Regions from separate parts of the Gossypium hirsutum genome. Here regions 1 and 3 are each linked to region 2. The links are chromatin contacts, called in public Hi-C maps. All regions are on one chromosome and are shown on one strand. The core of a region is the stretch at or near the end of the contact, and the rest is flanking DNA. Distances in the headings are between cores, read along the strand shown.

Region 1 (3,681 bases), core at 776-3,275, 140 kb after region 2:
TTGTCATTTATAGAATTTTGGTTAAAATATCTCATAATTTCTTATACTCTTCATAAATTTAGAATTTGGTCTCATATACTTTTATTTTTAGGAATTTCATCCCTTTATATTCAAATTTCAAAATTTAAGTCCATTGTTACTATTTTTTGGGTTAAATTTGTTGATGTGAAATTAAAAAAAAATACTCACTTGGTAGTAATGTATCTAAAAGAAATGACTTTGTAATGAATTTAAATTTAACAAAATAAGATTAATAGTGTTAAGAATTCGACCTAAAATTTAAAATCTAAAAAGTGAAGGAATTAAATTTATAAAAATAAAAGTACAATAACTAAATTTTAAATTTAGGTATCGAGGAACTATTTTAATTAAATTAAATTAAGTGATAAATAATTAAAGTTATCATCAACAAATCAACTCTTAAACTTGCTTAAGTTAATTCTACAGTTTATCAAGCCTCATTTTCAATTGTCAATATCTTAGCTCATTCTTATGGCACTAGTAGACTTATTTTGTCAAATTTCTTCGATTCTTAATGAAAATTTATTTTATGATGCACTTTCAGCTGTGCATGACTTAGAAATTTTTGTTGGAAAATTGTTTATGATGAAACATGTCCTCTTAAATCTCAACGTGAAGCTAGATTCCATTGAAAAAAATGATAGCAACATTTTATAAAAACAACATAAAAGTTATCGCACTACAATTGGGAATTCATGTACGAACGCTAAGCTATTCTTCAAACAAACTATTCTAGCTCAGCAATAAGCAATCACCAACTTAATGAACTCTAAGCAAAAGCTTAAAACTCCGATCAAATAACATATACTTATATTTATGAGATTTTTTCTAAAAGCATAGGCATTATATTGCAATAATAATGCGACCATAACTATCACTAAAGAAATAAAATATCATAAGAAGACAGCATATAAATTAATGCAAATATCATATCATACCAAAGGCAATAAGGGATGGGATAGTAAAATATAATCAAAATCGCATTTGAAAATTATCATGTCGATGTGTTTACATTGAATCTTGTGGCTAGTAATTTTAAGAAACAAGAAGGTATGAGAACGCAAAATATAACTGAATTACTTCAATCAAGCAATTTGGAGATTGTTAGGATTTGTGCCATTAGTCCCATGCTTTTGTCATAGCCTACTTGTAATTGTCTAAATTGATTGAATAAATTGTAAAATCACCACGTGATTATCTAATATTCTTTGTATGGTTGTCTTCAATGGTTTTTTTATACATATAAAGTAAAATGAAAAAGCAAATATTGGTTTAGTGATTACACATGGTTTAACTCATATTAAGTTGTGTTATATGATCGAGTTATAATGCAATAAGATAATTTATATTAATAGGTAATCCAAATTATCCGTGGTTAATGAAATTAGTTTGAACAAATTATTCATGTTAGGATTATTACATTGTCTATAAGTTTAATTGGGGAGATAACTTGCATGGATATCAAAGTTGGATTGACTCCCAAAAATAGAAACAAATGTAATTGTTTAGATTAACAATACATCAGATACCTAATTTTAATTTATCTTATATTCATTTGTCGATTTATCTATTTGTGGTGTTAATGATGTGACTTACCTAAATTCTAAATAAGTGAATGACCATATGAGTATAACTCAATTGCTTTAATATATTGAAAACGTGTACTCTTAAGGTAGCGGATCAAAAATTGGTAAGTTACATACATGACTCAGGCATGACATGACTTTATTCACAATAGCAGAATTATAACCTGCATAAAAGAGTAAATGATATCCTTTCATTAGCATTGTAATTAATAGACAAATACATAACTTAATCCCAAATAATCTTTTTTTTTAAATCAATTGACTGAGTATATTATTAGAAAAGAATAGAAAAAAGACAAAAAGACCCAACAAAGACCCTTGAGCCCAGGCCTATTACATCAAACCTAATTCAAATCCGGCCCCATTATTTTATGGATTAATAAAGCCCTCCTAAAAAGCTGTAAAAAAAACGTAACTTAGAAGAAACAATAAACAATAAATGCGTCTGAATAAAAACATGAAACTAATTGTCTACTCAGTCATCTCAAACGGCTGGCCTCCACTACCATTAATTGAGTTGTCATTTCCAAGCCCCTATCCGTTTTGACGATAGCAATACCAAGGATAAAGCTTTTATTTACTATCCATTTTTTGAAATCAGATTCTTCATCCTCTCCTTCAGTCTGGCCTTCGTGCCCATCTTTCCTTCGAGACTAAAGGGTGCCGATTCACCTCCTCTCCTACCAGGTAAGGGATCTCTCCGCTTTGAGTGTGCATTTGCGAATCTGTGTGTTTTCCAGTTCCCTGATCTATGGATGTGCTTAAAGATAATTTCTTGAAAGCATGAATTCTTATTCTGAATGTTTTTTATGATCGCTCCAATCTCTGATTTATCTGTTGAAGACATTTGGCATTTTTTAATTACGGTTCTAGAATCCCCCATTATTATAACCGATTGTATACCCATTGTTATCCCTAACTTTATACCTCCCAAGCATGTGAATGCTTCTGCTGTGAAAGGGGAAGGGATGTTGTTGTGAAGGGTCGATTTTAAAACCAGGAGTTCGCCCATCAGTCCCCAAACCACCAAACCTGTCGCTGATTTTAAGTTTCGGTTGTCGAACGCCGCATCAAACTGGATCGTTATTCTCGGTATATCCTCTTGAACTCTGTAATTTTTACTTATGTTTAAAGGGTCTGAGTTTCTCTCACTCTTTCATTTTCTGCAATATACCCTTGTATTCGTTGGACAAGTTCTCTCCCTGTCGTCTCTTTCCTCTCGTGCATGAGCTGATTTCTGGAGAACCAGATTAGCCATAAAGCAATACAGAAAATGCGGCATTGGTTCTCAGTTCCTCTCTTGAAAACCCAGGTGAGCCACTCTCATAGAATTTGATTCATATTGTTCGTGACCCAAGATAGATGTAAACACTGCCACACTTCTATTGTTACAGGACATTGTCTGAAAATATGAGGACTGTCTTCAACCCCAACATGGCAACGGGGGCATCTGTCACTTACAGTAATCCTTCTATATCTGAGATTTGCTAGATGGGGGATGAAATCCCAAGAGATTCGCCAGATAGTTATAGTAATTTTTGAAGGAAGTTGTAAACCCCATAATTTTTTGTAAAAATTTGTAGTTTCGGTTTGTAATAAGTAATTACTAGGATCCAAATTAGCCCCTTGTAATAGTTTGTAGGCACTTCGAACTGAGAATTCCCCAGACGGTTCTTCTTTCCAGACTTGAATATCTTCATGATCCGTCTCTGCAAGTGGGATTTGTAAAATTTTCTTCACAGTTTCCGTTGAAAAAGTATCATAGATCAGCTCCGTCTTCCACTTTTTTATTTTGAATGTCGATGAGATCTGAAACTGACTGTAACTCCTCATTTTCTGTTCTGTTATGTCCTTCCACTCTGTCGATCCCCTGAATCCACCTATCGTCCCAGATTGAAATGTTATCCCCTCTGCCTACTCTCCAGCACAGCTCTCTTTGGAGAAGTCCCTTGGAAGCCTAAATACTCTTCCAGGTAAGTGAAGGTAAATTTCCCAACTCTGCATTTAGAAAATTTGATTGCGGATAATATTTTACTTTTAAAACTCTGGCCAATAATGAATTCGGATAAGTAAT
Region 2 (3,695 bases), core at 355-2,854:
ATTATTAACAAGTAAATGATGACCAAAACTCTAGAGTTCATCATATGTTATATGCCAAGGTCTTATAGAATGACAGTGGAACCAGAATCTAACCTCAATGATGACATGCATGTCAAATTCTTTGGTGTCGAGTCCAATGCCCTCATAGAAAGCAGTGCGCTGACAGTCGTTGAGGTACATAGTAACATACACCTGCAGGACAAATTTGTTAAATTTGAAGGCTATGTAGGATTGATATAAGTAACAAAAGAGCTGTACGCGATCAAAGATGATATGGAAACAAATGGATTACCGAGAGGCAGAAAAATCTAGACCATAGCTTAGCCTTCCAATCATTAAGGAATTGAGGCTGTGCCTTGAGCAATGCAGAGAAGAAATCACCGTGACGGTTTTCATCCTGGCACCAGTTCTCAAAATACTTGAAAATAGGATAACATTGGTACTCTGGGTTTTCTTTGAGATGCCTGTAGATTGTAATGTATCTCCAGTACCCAATTTTCTCAGATAAATAAGTGGCATAGAAAATGAACTTTGGCTTGAAAAAAGTGTACTTCCTGGCTTTTGTCAAGAAGCCAAGGTCTAATGCCAAATTGAAATCGGATAAACCCTTGTTCAGAAACCTGTAGTCAATCAAATGGTAAACTTATTTGGGTTTTTTGTTAATGGATTGGCCATAAATAAAGGGAAAAGTATGACTGTGACTGTGCTTACCCGGCATGCCTGGCTTCATCCCTTGACATAAGAGAGAAAATCTCAGCCACAACTGGATTGGTTTTCTGTAGTATCAAATATTAGGGAAACAAATGAATATGAGGGGAGAAAAAGAGGGTTGTGAAAGACTAAAATGAATATTACCTTCAGCCTCCTTCCAAGTTCTTTGTAGAGGAGAAAACCAGAGAACTCAGCAGTACAAGACCTCTCCAAGAACTCAACGAAGATTTGTCTCAAAGGACCATCAATCTTATCAGCAGCTTCTTTGAACTCCTTGTTCCTTACAAAGTGAGTCTGATTGTAATCAGTCTTGAACTCTTGCAGCAGTGCCTCAAATTCGGACTGGTTAAGGTTCTTGTTAATCTCAGTGTTGAAAAGCGCCTCCATTTCATCAAAGTCGGTTGTGTAAAACCTTGGTGTCAAAAGGGTCTCTTTGATGGCGGTTTTGGCAGCTTTCTTGCCACCCTTCGCGGCGGCCTTTGTTGTTGACTGGGAAGTAGATGACATTCTGACGGTGGTGAACTTCCCATATCGGGAGTTGCTAAAAATTGGACTGCTTGTACTGAATTTGGAGATAGGCTTCACAAGGGCCATCTCCGTTGCCATTTTTTCTTTGTTTTCAGTGGTAGAGACAGAAGAAACAGAGCAGAGGACAGTGGGTTAAGCTATTTTGTTTTATAGTGGACTAACAGTTGATTGAATCTCATCCAACGAAATCTGTGTCTGTGAATCGAAACCTGACACGTGTGATATCCTATAGCAGTTCTTAATTACTCTGTTTGTTTCTGATTATGGGCTGTATGGCTAAGGATTTGTGGTCTACCTTTCATGCCGCTTGATTTTAGTCCATAACCCAAATATCTCTCCCCATCCTTCCTCTTCTTCTCAATCCCCACCACTCTCGCAACGAGGAGCGAGTAAAATTTATTTGATTAAACTATTAAAATAGTTACTTTTTTATTTTAGATTATATTTTGATTATTTATATTTGAAATGTTACGTTTTAGTCACTTATGTTATAATGTTATAATATTAGTGTTAATTTTCATTAACACTATAACGGTAAACTAATGTGGCACGTTAAATCATCATTTTAAACGAAAATTTTAGGTTAAATTTTAGCTCTAAATGAAAAAATATAGGGACCAATTATATAATTTAACTTAAAATTTTTATTTAAAATAATGATTTAACATGTCTTGTTAGCTTATCGTTACACCTTTAACGATAATTGACTAAAATGTTACAATACGCTAACATAAGTGATGAAAATGTAATATTTCAAACATAAGTGACTAAAATATAACATGAGATAAACAAAAGTGACTATTTTAATAGTTTATCCAAATTCTTAAACCCATTAAATAAATCAATTTAATCTTAATTAATTTATTCCATCGATTTTCAATTTTAATCGAATAAATTAAAATTAAATTTTAATTATTAAATCCTAAATCTCTATTCATAACAAAGCCCAGAATAAAATAAATATTTAATACTCAATATCTTAACACCCAACAATACTCGTATAAAGTCAAACCTTACTTCAAAGTTAGCTTAATTTCTGAAATAAATAAATAGATCTAATTACTCCAACATATATAAAAATTACAATTAATTTAAATTAAATGAGATAAATATCAAATTTATATATAAATTTTTATTCAATTTGTAATTTGATATATGATTTTTATTTCTAATGAGAAACACACTTTAGGAAACAAGAATGAGTAATTCTTCCATATATCATTTAACAAAGCAATATCCAACGATATATATACAAGCCATAGTTAATAGTTGAATAACAACAACTGATCAGTAACAGACTAACGAACTGCTAACTATACAAACAAACTAACTGCTAACAGCCACAACCATTAATTCCTTAATATGCCTCCAGCTTTCTCATGACTGATGACGGACCAGGTTTAACAATAAGCTTGAGACATGACCTGAACTTTGTAAACAAAGGCGCAGACAAAGGCTTAGTGAATACATCAGCTATTTGCTCTTGAGCGGGAACATGTCCTACTTGCAATCGCCCAGCAGCAACTCTTTCTCTGACAAAGAAGAGATCTAATTCCACATGTTTGAATTTCGAATGAAGAACGGGATTAGCAGAAACAGCAACAGCTCTAGAGTTATTGCACCAAACAGCAGCTTTGCGAGTAGGAAAGATATGCAGCTCAGAGAGGAGAGACTCGAGCCAAACCATTTCAGTGACAGTGTGAGCAAGACCACGATATTTTGCTTCAGCAGTGGACCTGGAGACTACTTTTTGTTTCTTGGATCCCCAGGCAACCGGATTCCCTCCGAGAAATACACAGAACCCGATAGTAGATCGTCTATCATCCACATCAGTTCCCCAATTAGCATCCAAGTAACCTACTAAATCTAGATTGGCAGCTTGAGTAAAATGCAAACCATAATCCATGGTGTTTTAAAGGTACCGAAAAATATGTTTCACAGCCTTAAAGTGCTGATCTAAAGGTTGATGCATGAATTGGCAAACCTTGTTGACAGCAAAAGCGATATCAGGCCTGGTGATGACCACGTACTGTAATGCACCCACAATACTTCTGTAATCCGATGCATTCTCCACTGCACTGCCAACATGGCAAGACAAAGCACAGGAGGTGACCATGGGCGTAGGTGAACCTGTTGCTTGATCCATCTTGGCTCTCCATAGAAGATCAAGCACATATTTCTGCTGACTTAAAAATAGCCCTTCAGTAGTAGGAAGAACTTCAATTCCAAGGAAATAAGAAAGATGCCCCAAGTCTTTCAAGGAAAATGTTGTATTCAAAATTGTGACAAACTCATCAATGCTACCTTTGTCATTCCCAGCAACAATGATGTCGTCCACATAAACAAGGACATAGAGACAAATATCCTTAGTTTTCCGAACAAACAAAAAGCTGTCAGATTTTGTCAAAACAAACTAGGACATGAGTAGGAAGTCTCTCAACTTGGAAAACCAAGCT
Region 3 (3,245 bases), core at 183-2,682, 230 kb before region 2:
AATAAATGAATGCATTTCTCTAATAAAATAATTTCAATTCTCTTTTCTCAAAAAAAAAAAAACTAGAATCAAGGAGTGATAAGCAATTAGGGTTTTCTTTAAACTAAAAGTGACAGGGAAAAGAAATAAGAAAAATATGTTCTTTTATTATTAAAACATGTTACTTGTTATGCTTTAAAAGCAAATTTGACCAAAATGACAAAAAAAATGGTAAATTGTTATAAAAGTAATATTTTGGACAGAATGCAATGGACAAAATGTAATATGATTAATAGCTCAAGCTCAGGATAATGTTTGAAATCCAAATGCAAGTACCCTGTTATGGAATCTCACATTACCCCAAGAATGTTACATTGCTTGAACCAAGCGCACCCATAGAATATGATCATTTTAGTTTATAGTCGACAATAAATTTTAAAATTGAAAAAGTGAGGGGAAAAAAATAAAAGTTTGCGTCAACACAGGTAGAAGCTTAGTTCAATTGCAAACTATCAAAACTAGGAAAGAAAATTATAGCTGAGAATGCTAAAAAGCAGTTAATTAGCGAGCAAATACCGTTATTACATAGAAATAGCATGTCCAATTGATACTTGAGCTGTTCTTTGTCCATATTTATTAGCCAAAACTCTTTCGTATACAAATAAATATCCTAATTTAATCACAAACCGATAAAACTACAATCACAATTTATGCATATAAATGCGAAAACCAAGCATAAAAGATATCAGAATCTCACCGATACGACCCGTAAAGAGCCCAATCGCCAACTCAGCCGTAGAATACGCCACATTAAGTGAAATCATAATCAGCAACCTCTTCATTTGGCGATTACCAGTTCTCATAGCCCGAAAAACCCAGAAAACCGAATCGAAAACCAAGAATTTATCAGCCGATCCTTTGGCATCGAAATTTCCTTCCGTTGAATGGTCAACAGAGTAAAACCCTGGGGGTATATCGATGCTTGAAACATTCCTCGATAAGAAAGGCTTGGAGGAACCATTGGAAAAGCTGGGCGTTTGAGGATCTCTCATCGACTGTTTAAACGATGATTGCCGCGAAAACGCGTAACGCCGATCGCTTGCGTTGCTGATTCCGAATTCGGCATTCCATGGATAAGGTGATTCGGGCTCCTGAGAGGAGTATTTGAAAGATTTGTTTTTCTCCATTTTTTTAAAAAAGAACAATAAAAACGATTTTTTTCCCTAAATGGGGGAAATTGAAATTAGTGCAAAATTTTAGGTATTCAGCGTTTTGCAATTGTTCGAATAAAAACGGAAGGGAAAGTCTGTTTTTTTCCGAAAAGAAGGACTTGGGAGGGGGGCGGATCGAAGTAAACGGAGGGATTAGGTTACACTACATTAATGCCTAGAGTAGCTAGAAATGAATGCTGGGACCACCACAGGATTCACAACTTGCGATCCTTGATTGGATCATCCAAAGGTAGTACCAATAGAGCTTATGATACATATTTTTACACGTTTTCTAACCAATTGGCTGCCTTAAAGGACCTGTTCACCAACTTAGGTTGGCTCCTTCAGTTTGGTAGACTTTGGTCAAGTGGAATTTAGATAATTATTTTTTTTGGGTAAATTGCACCTAAAGTGATTAAATTATTAATAAGTTTACATTTTGGTCACTCAAATGGTTATCAAATTATTCAAAAGTTTTTATTTAAATTATTGGGCTATTAAGTTTAAATCTAGCTAGTGAGCTCCAAGCAACAATTTGACAATCGGTACGATGAATCAATATCTATTGACCAATAAAATAACATACGTTAGATCTAAGTTGATCTAATAGTTAATGTTAGAGATTAAAGAAGAAAGTTGTTTAAATTTTTATTAACAGATTCACGATGTTCAAAAATATTTCATGAAAAAGAAATTGAACTATAGAAAAAAAGGGAATAGAAGCTTTCGATTGATATAGACGGTGTAAAGAGATAGAACCATGCAACAATAATTTTAACAGCCCAGTGGAATAATATAGTGACATTTTATAATTTTTTAAAATTTAGTGATCAATACATAAACTTAATTTAAAATATTATATTTTAATATATTATTAATAAATAAATAAATAGTAAAATATGCCATTGGGCTTGAAAATTTTTCAATTGGATTGCAGCCTGAATCGACTCCCAAGTTTGGAGAATAAAAGCGACTCAACATGTAGATTAAGAGATATTAAAGTTATTTGTGCATGATAAATAATTAAATGCTACTAGTAGGCTTTTATTTCAATTCAACTATATTTATGTATCTGGTTTATTTAATAATTTAAATTGGAATTCCGTTAAAAATAAAATAATTTATTGATAGCATATATATATAGAGGGTGTTTGGTAAACAGAGTTTTGGGTTTTTTCTAACTAATTTGGATATAAATGGAAGATTGAGTAGTCAAACCCTATAATTGCAGTATTCGGCGAATGAAGATTTGCAAAAGCTTGTTAAGCTAAAAACTCCAAAATAAAAAAAGATGGATTAGTAACTTTTTTCACAGTTGATTAGAAATGAGATATGTGAAATGATATATCTGACCATACTTGTTTAAAAATTACTCCTTTTGCCATATTCTCTTATCTTCATTTTCTCCTCCAAAGTCCAAAGTAAATTTTAAAAATATTCAATAATTAATTTCCATAATAAATGTTTTAATTCCTTGCTAATAGTCTTTTATTTCAATAATTTCACCCAATAAAAATTAAAGTATTATAAACAAATAAATACTTAACAATAAAATGTATCATGCCCTTATTTTTCATTTTACACATATCAGCTTTCAACTATAAATTAAGTTTTTACCAACCACTTTTAAATAAACAGTTAATAGAATCATTTAGTTAAACTAGCGATTGCAATCAGTAATTAGCCAATTGCTTTTAAATTTATTTGAATTCAAATTTTATTTAATAAATTTTTCTATTAAATATTACTAAAATATTTCTAAAATAATTAATGCTAATTCTTTTGTTTACTTAATTGATTCTTATGGTTTATGACATGTTGTGCGTATTTCTAAAATAATAAGTAATTTTGTTATTTGATATTATTTTTTTGAAAAAAACAACATTAAAGTATAATTTTATTTTATTTTACAAAATAATATTAAATATTAGTTGATATACTTCTTGACACAAACCCATCAATTTTAAATGAATTTCTAATAGGAAATTTAAACGTGGTGATTCTATGTAAAACTAGATTAATTGCAAAAGGGTTTACTCAAAAAACAATAATTTA

What was found. A called contact is a pair of places that touch in the nucleus more often than the background predicts.
Region 1: a Hi-C map of leaf shows a contact between it and region 2, with 1.7 times the contacts expected there. The contact joins the promoter of LOC107922021 here to the promoter of LOC107922564 in region 2. A contact is called at or near these places in 6 of 34 Hi-C or Micro-C datasets (hypocotyl, leaf and seedling).
Region 3: a contact with region 2 is called in a Hi-C map of leaf, with 2.0 times the contacts expected there. The contact joins the promoter of LOC107947789 here to the promoter of LOC107922564 in region 2. A contact is called at or near these places in 2 of 34 Hi-C or Micro-C datasets (leaf and petal).

What each region holds. Positions count from the first base shown.
Region 1 is chrA01:113,915,608-113,919,288 of Gossypium_hirsutum_v2.1, forward strand. It overlaps LOC107922021 (short integuments 2, mitochondrial), which reads left to right and starts at 2,026. Exons shown (of 11, transcript XM_041114050.1): 1 at 2,026-2,919; 2 at 3,002-3,363; 3 at 3,500-3,580.
Region 2 is chrA01:113,775,874-113,779,568 of Gossypium_hirsutum_v2.1, forward strand. It overlaps LOC107922564 (magnesium-protoporphyrin IX monomethyl ester [oxidative] cyclase, chloroplastic), which reads right to left and starts at 1,605. Exons shown (of 5, transcript XM_016852651.2): 1 at 856-1,605; 2 at 712-776; 3 at 293-620; 4 at 94-192. The coding sequence starts at 1,317.
Region 3 is chrA01:113,548,394-113,551,638 of Gossypium_hirsutum_v2.1, forward strand. LOC107947789 (metal tolerance protein C2) reads right to left here and starts at 1,433. Exons shown (of 10, transcript XM_016882312.2): 1 at 737-1,433. The coding sequence starts at 1,166.